Linked DNA regions of Zea mays: region 2 is linked to region 1. The links are chromatin contacts, called in public Hi-C maps. All regions are on one chromosome and are shown on one strand. Each heading gives the region's core, a stretch centred on a gene start, on an enhancer-like site or on the middle of the called end of the contact. The rest is flanking DNA. Distances are from core to core; before and after follow the strand shown.

Region 1 (3,207 bases), core at 195-2,694:
AGTTGAGGATCGCCACATGATGGATCCTGCCGGAGATTCAACCGACATGACTACTGCCAACCGGTTCTTCAAATGACACTGATGAGCACAAAACGCTGCTGCTTTTGAGGATCGTAACATGGATCCAAGATGAGCTCAGCGTTAGGTCAGAGTGATCCTCCTTCGTCGACTTCGATCAGTCCCGTCCCGGAGCCTGAAGGTGATCGATCCGGACTCCAGCCCTCGGTTTCAGGAATCTCGGAAAGCGTGGTTGGCCATGAGTATACGTTTCCATTTGCGAGACTATCACAACACACGATTGCCAATTGTCGCCACTTACCGAACGAGAATTCAGAGAATTATTGGGTGTCAGGTATGGTAAGGCTGCACTCCGTACAGCAGTCCAAGATATCAGCCCGGCCGGCGCCGTATGAATACGATGTCACCGTTACCTAATCATCTCAAAATGTTTTCATTGAGCTTCACGTTGAATCCGGTCTGAATGCGAGAGTGCCAGGGAACCTGGGCACCTGTGACCTGTCGCAGGCAGGCATGCCATGCCATGGCTAGAAACGTGGACACGAATCCGTGCCTGTTTCTGCGCAGCGTTTGCGATCATGGCGCCGAGGCGAGCTGATGATGGTTACCGGCATCGGTGAGGGATAGCCAGACGTGGGGCGAGCACCCCGGCCGGCGAGAGGGCGGGTCACCCATGGCGCCAATTGTTACGCTTTCGCCTGATGTCACCAGTCCCATTCACTGCCTCAAGCAAGGCTGAGGCGACATGCCGCGAACAAAGAGTCCTGGCCAGCGCGAGCGCGACGGCCGGAACGTACGTATAGCGAACCATGGATTCAGACCCTGGAGTGGAGAACCAGGTACTGCAGCAGGTTCGTTGCATTCGATTCAGGCTTGGACATGTACATACATGGTTTTGGTTCAGGCTGACTCCTATTCTGGATCCGAGCACCTGAGTGAGTTAGGCCAAGAAGAAGCCCCCCGCGAGCGTGAATGCCGTACAACTTCTTGGCATAGCAGCTTGTCTTGGACGCCTAAAACCATCGGCAGATACACAACAAGCCAGTAAACTCTGCCTGCGATCTGACCCGTCCGTCGTGGCTGCAGCGTAACCGTAACCGTAACCGGCCAGGAAATAGATACAGGAGAATGGATCAATGGATGGCCGTCGGCTTCTGCGTCAACACATGTCACGCAGTGACAGTGCCGAAAGTTACGTCTCGGCTTGGATTTGGATCCGCCGGCCGCCTTCCTCTGTTGGCCTGATACGCATAGCGCTTAGGAGGGAGAAGGCTGCTTGCCTGCTCGGCTAACAGCCTAACAGCAAGCCACATATCTGGCTTGCGGCCACACCCATCGTTGTCGGGCATTGATGAATGGTGCCGGTTCGCCTTAACCGCCGGAGCTAGCTCTGCATAAATATAATACGAACAGCTCGATCTCAAGTGAAGTGGCAGCAGCAAGCACCACGGAGAGGGACACGACTCCTCTCCCTCCCTCCCTCACCATGCCTTCCCCTTCCTCGGCCCACTGGCTGAGCCTCGTCGGGAGCATCTGGCTGCAGACCATCAACGGGCCCAACGCGGACTTCCCCGTCTACTCGTCGCAGCTCAAGGACCTGAAGCACATCACGCAGGTGCAGCTCAACTTCCTGGCCTTCGCGTCCGACGCGGGCAAGCTCTTCGGCTGGTTCTCCGGGGTGGCGGCGCTGCACCTGCCGCTGTGGCTCGTGGCCTTGGTCGGCGCATCCTTCGGCCTCGTCGGCTACGGGGTCCAGTACCTCTTCCTCGACAGCGCCGCCCTCCGCTACTGGCACCTGTTCCTGCTCACCTCCCTGGCCGGGAACGGCATCTGCTGGATCAACACCGTCTGCTACCTCCTCTGCATCCGCAACTTCGGCAGCAGCCGCAGCCGCGTCGCCGTGAGCCTCGCCGCCAGCTACCTCGGCCTCAGCGCCAAGGTCTACACCAGCCTGGCGGACTCCATACCCGGCCACCAGGCCACCTCCAAGGCCAAGACCTACCTCCTCCTCAATGCCGTCGTGCCCATGCTCGTCACCGTCGCGGTGGCGCCGTCGCTCAGGGCGGTGGACCTCACGGTCACGGGCGAGGGCCAGGCGGGGGCCAGCACGGACGCGGCATTCCTCGTCATGTTCGCCATCACGCTCGCCACGGGGGCCTGCGCCGTGGTTGGCAGCATCGGCTCCTCCACGTCCGGCGGCGGGCTGTCGTCGAGGGAGCACGTGGTCAGCCTCGCCGTGCTGCTGGCCACCCCCGTGCTCATCCCGCTGGCGCTCAGGGTCCGGGAGAGCCTGGACAGGATACGGGAGACCAAGCGGGAGAACAGGATCTACGACCTCGGCACCGACGACGATGGCGTCGTCGTCGACGTGGCCGCCACCGCCGAGAGCAAGGACGGAGACGGCGGCGTCACGGAGAAACCGCAGGAGGAGGTCGACGGCCTCCGGCTGCTGAGGAAGCTCGACTTCTGGCTCTACTTCTTCAGCTACATGTTCAGTGGCACCCTGGGCCTGGTGTTCTTGAACAACCTGGGACAGATAGCCGAGTCGCGGCGGCTCGGCCAGACTTCCACGCTCGTCTCGCTGTCGTCTTCGTTTGGATTCTTCGGCCGCCTGCTCCCGTCCTTCTTGGACTACTACTCCGCGAAGTAAGCACAAAGCTAATTTATATGAAGACTCGATCGGTAGTAGATTCAGTTTCAAGTTTCTAGATCGACCACCGATGCGCGCGGTCTTTTTTAATTGACATGCTAACGAACTTGTCGCTACACAGAACACAAAAGTCTAACTACTCTCCTCTTTCTTTTTGCACGACAAGCAGGAGCGGCTACTCCATCTCAAGGACGGGATCCATGGCGTCGCTGATGGCGCCCATGTCCGGCGCCTTCCTCCTGCTCCTCAACCGGAGCCACTTCATCCTGTACCTGAGCACGGCCGTGATCGGCACGTGCACGGGCGCCATCACGTCGGTGGCCGTGTCGGCGACGAGCGAGCTGTTCGGGGCCAAGAACTTCGGCGTGAACCACAACGTGGTGGTGAGCAACATCCCCGTGGGCTCCCTCTGCTTCGGCTACTCCGCCGCCTACCTCTACCAGCGCGGGGCGCGGGGCGGCGGCCACCACTGCGTCGGCGCCGCCTGCTACCGGGAGACGTTCGTCGTGTGGGGCGCCACGTGCGCCGTCGGCACGCTG
Region 2 (3,207 bases), core at 363-2,862, 390 kb after region 1:
CATCACGGAACCGCATCCGCAACACTGCTAAAGACAACCTAAGGAATTAGAGGATCTCCATCAGATTGAGGATATCGAATCCACTATATGCAACTAAGGGCTGATTTGGTGACTAGTGATCACAGGAGGATTGAAAGGGATTGAGGGGGAAATTAGTTCATTTCCCCTCAATCCCCTCCAACTCCCGTGATCCCCTTGTCACCAAATGAACCCTAAAGAAGATTGAGAAATCAGACTTTTAGTGTATAGGAAAACTATGTTCCAGGAAATTGAGAAAAATCTACTCCCTTTATTATTCTCCTTCTAGGTGGGGCCCATATGTTATTGGAACTTCTCTTCCTCCTCTCTCACTAGGTTTGTGGTTTGTCAACAGGTTGGAAGAGTTTAGGAGAAGTGTCACCTCCCCTTGCCCTCTATGCCCCTTTGTTGACATGTCGATCGAGGAGATGAGTAGCGCCAATGCCGACTATGCTGCATAGCAGAACAAGTCACTGCCCGACCTACAGTCTGTCGCATGACCATGTGAAGACTAGGCCTGTTTAGTTTCCTACCTAAGGCGATACAATCTGCCTAACCTTAGTCGCTCGAATTGAAGAACTAAGTTTATGCAGAAAAGTTAGACATGTTGTGGCGCCTTAGGCAGCAAACCAAAATAACCTCTGGCTTTCGCTAGTCGCTTCTTGCATGCCCCGTTGATGAAATACAAGCAATGGAGGAGGAGGTACCTAGGACCAGGAGCACCATCGGGAACCTATCAACGTCGCTCAATCATAGATCGAAGGGCATGAGTTTCTATTCGACGATTGTCGGTGATGGCTTGGTCCAGTGGGGGCTAAGTGCCTGTGAGAGAAGGGGGAGGAACAACGATCGAGAAAAAGGCTACTTGCTCATCACTATCCAAGGGATTGTGTAGAGATTTCGAGGGTCCTAGAAAATACAGAAAAAAGATACTTCCTTCGTTCCAAAATAGTATGTGTTCTAGCTCTTGATTTTTGTGTCTATATTCACCTAAATGATGATGAATATAAATACATATATAAATCACATACATTGTATTGTATGAATTCTCTAAAAAACCAACACGAATTTTATTTTAGGACGGAAGGAACATATCAAAGCAGATTTTTTACCTCTATGACAGTTTTTATAGGAATAGATTATTTTTCTAATCTGGCGGAGATGATATTAAGACTTTCAAAGCGTTTGAGGAGGTACCACAACTCAGAAGCTGGATTGGATCATCCGATCCAGGTTCATCCACACGGCCAAACCCGATTGCTTCCATCCATGCAGAACTTGGGAAGCCATTGTTCCATGCGACTATGCCTTTGGCGGTTTGGCCTCTGCCTCAGCTGGTCAGTCCAGCCCTCAGGACAACTGAGCAGAGAGGCCGATGGCGTGGAGCCCGGCCAGCGGCCAGGCCGGCAGTAATAAAAGGAAACGAAAAGCACGCGCAGGTTTTGCATCAGCGCACGCCCGTTGCCGCGTGATTTGCACGGACAAGCACCAAATAGGTGCATGCGCAACAAGCCTACGAGACGGGCACAGATATTTATCATGTGAGGCGCGAACTTTTGCAAGGCCCACCATAAAGTGACCCGGAACCGACCCTCCGCTCCAACCGCCGCCGAGCGGCGCTGCGCCTGAGTCTGAGCTCCCCGAGATCTTGCCTCCCCGCTATAAAATCTCCATCTCCGGACGCTTGCGCAGGGGGAGGGGAGCTTTCCACTTCACGGCTGATGAGTGATGACCCTACCAGAAATCGACCCGATACGGCTCCTGCGCCAGATCGTCCATCAATAGCCCGAATCACACTCATCACAAGCCTCAAACTTTTCCAAACCAATTTAGATGCGGCGTGAGTGCTAAAGCGCTCTCTGGACTCTGTTTCGCAGTGGCCGCAGCTGCAGCGTCCTCTTCCCTTTTTGCCATCCAGCATCACCTGTGCCGCCGGCGCGTAATTGCACCGCGGTCACTGGTTAATAGGAAGAAGGGAAGGAGGAGGGGGGAGCGGTGTGCCGGGGTATCGTCGTGCCCATGGGCGTGCACGCCAGGTCGATGAGCTGGTATATGGGGTCGCCGGCGCCGGGGAGCGCCGCCGAGGGCGAGGGGCAGCGCGCGCTGAGAAGCAGCTCCGGTGGCAGCGACGGCAGCTTCGACACCAACATGGTCATCATCCTCGCCGCGCTGCTGTTCGCGCTCCTCTTCGCGATGGGCCTCAACTCGCTCGCGCGCTGCCTCATCCGCTGGGCACGCCGCGCGCCGGCCGGGGAGGACGGCGGCGCCGGCGGGCTAAAGAAGCGCGCGCTCCGGAGCATCCCCGTCGAGGTGTACGGCGCGTGCGGCGCCGACGGGGCGGCGGCTGTCGCCGCCGACGTCTGCGCCATCTGCCTCGGCGAGTTCGCGGACGGCGAGAAGGTGCGCGTGCTGCCGCGCTGCGCCCACGGCTTCCACGTCCGCTGCGTCGACACCTGGCTCCTGTCGCACGACTCCTGCCCCACGTGCCGGGGCTCCGTGCTCGACGGCGCAAAGGCCGCCGCCTCTGCTCCCGCCGCCGGGGGCAACCGGCGGCAGGGAAGCGAGGCTGCTGCCATCGCAATTGTCATTGGATGACGTGGACGTGTGGGGGCCCGCGTGCCCACTGGTGGTGGAGCCACACGGTATGCGAGACTAGCTTCGTTCCGTGGTAGTGAGATATTTTGCTGTGATGAGAAGCCGACGAGTCGCGGCGGCCCATCTCTCAGTCAAGACACAGCATGGCCTTCAGGATATTATCCCTTCGGTCTGTACTTGTGCATGGTCGTCGCAGCTGATCCTGTTTGTGTATACTAGGAGTGGATGATGAGGTATGCCGCTATAGGCTTGCAATAATACAGTTTTGTTTGTACATGTTCGATTTGACACAATTTTAGAGCACTGAGCAGAGCACACATGGACTAGTATTCTAAGATGTACGGTGGACGTCTATTTTGCACTGACAAATTTAGAATTATTCTACCATTTTAAGTTTTGCTACTCTACCATCGTTTTGAGAGGCTTCACCTAAATGAACATAACGCCCACCCTACAATATCATTTGGTCATTTACAAGTTGTTTGGTTTGAGGAATGATCTAGTCCATCGTCTTCTCACTCCTCACTTTTTTGTTTGGTTTGTGGAATGGATTGAGTTGATCAATATCACCTCATTCCTTATAGTTATTTAGTT

What was found. Hi-C and Micro-C count contacts between places; a contact is called where the count stands out from the background.
Region 2: a contact with region 1 is called in a Hi-C map of bundle sheath, with 2.5 times the contacts expected there. The contact joins the promoter of LOC111347718 here to the promoter of LOC100280904 in region 1. A contact is called at or near these places in 2 of 25 Hi-C or Micro-C datasets (bundle sheath and endosperm).

Annotation. Positions count from the first base shown.
Region 1 is chr3:189,204,295-189,207,501 of Zm-B73-REFERENCE-NAM-5.0, forward strand. LOC100280904 reads left to right here and starts at 1,445. Exons shown (of 2, transcript NM_001153824.2): 1 at 1,445-2,664; 2 at 2,838-3,207. The coding sequence starts at 1,505.
Region 2 is chr3:189,590,640-189,593,846 of Zm-B73-REFERENCE-NAM-5.0, forward strand. LOC111347718 reads left to right here and starts at 1,613. Exons shown (of 1, transcript NM_001357585.1): 1 at 1,613-2,930. The coding sequence starts at 2,038. The coding sequence ends at 2,613.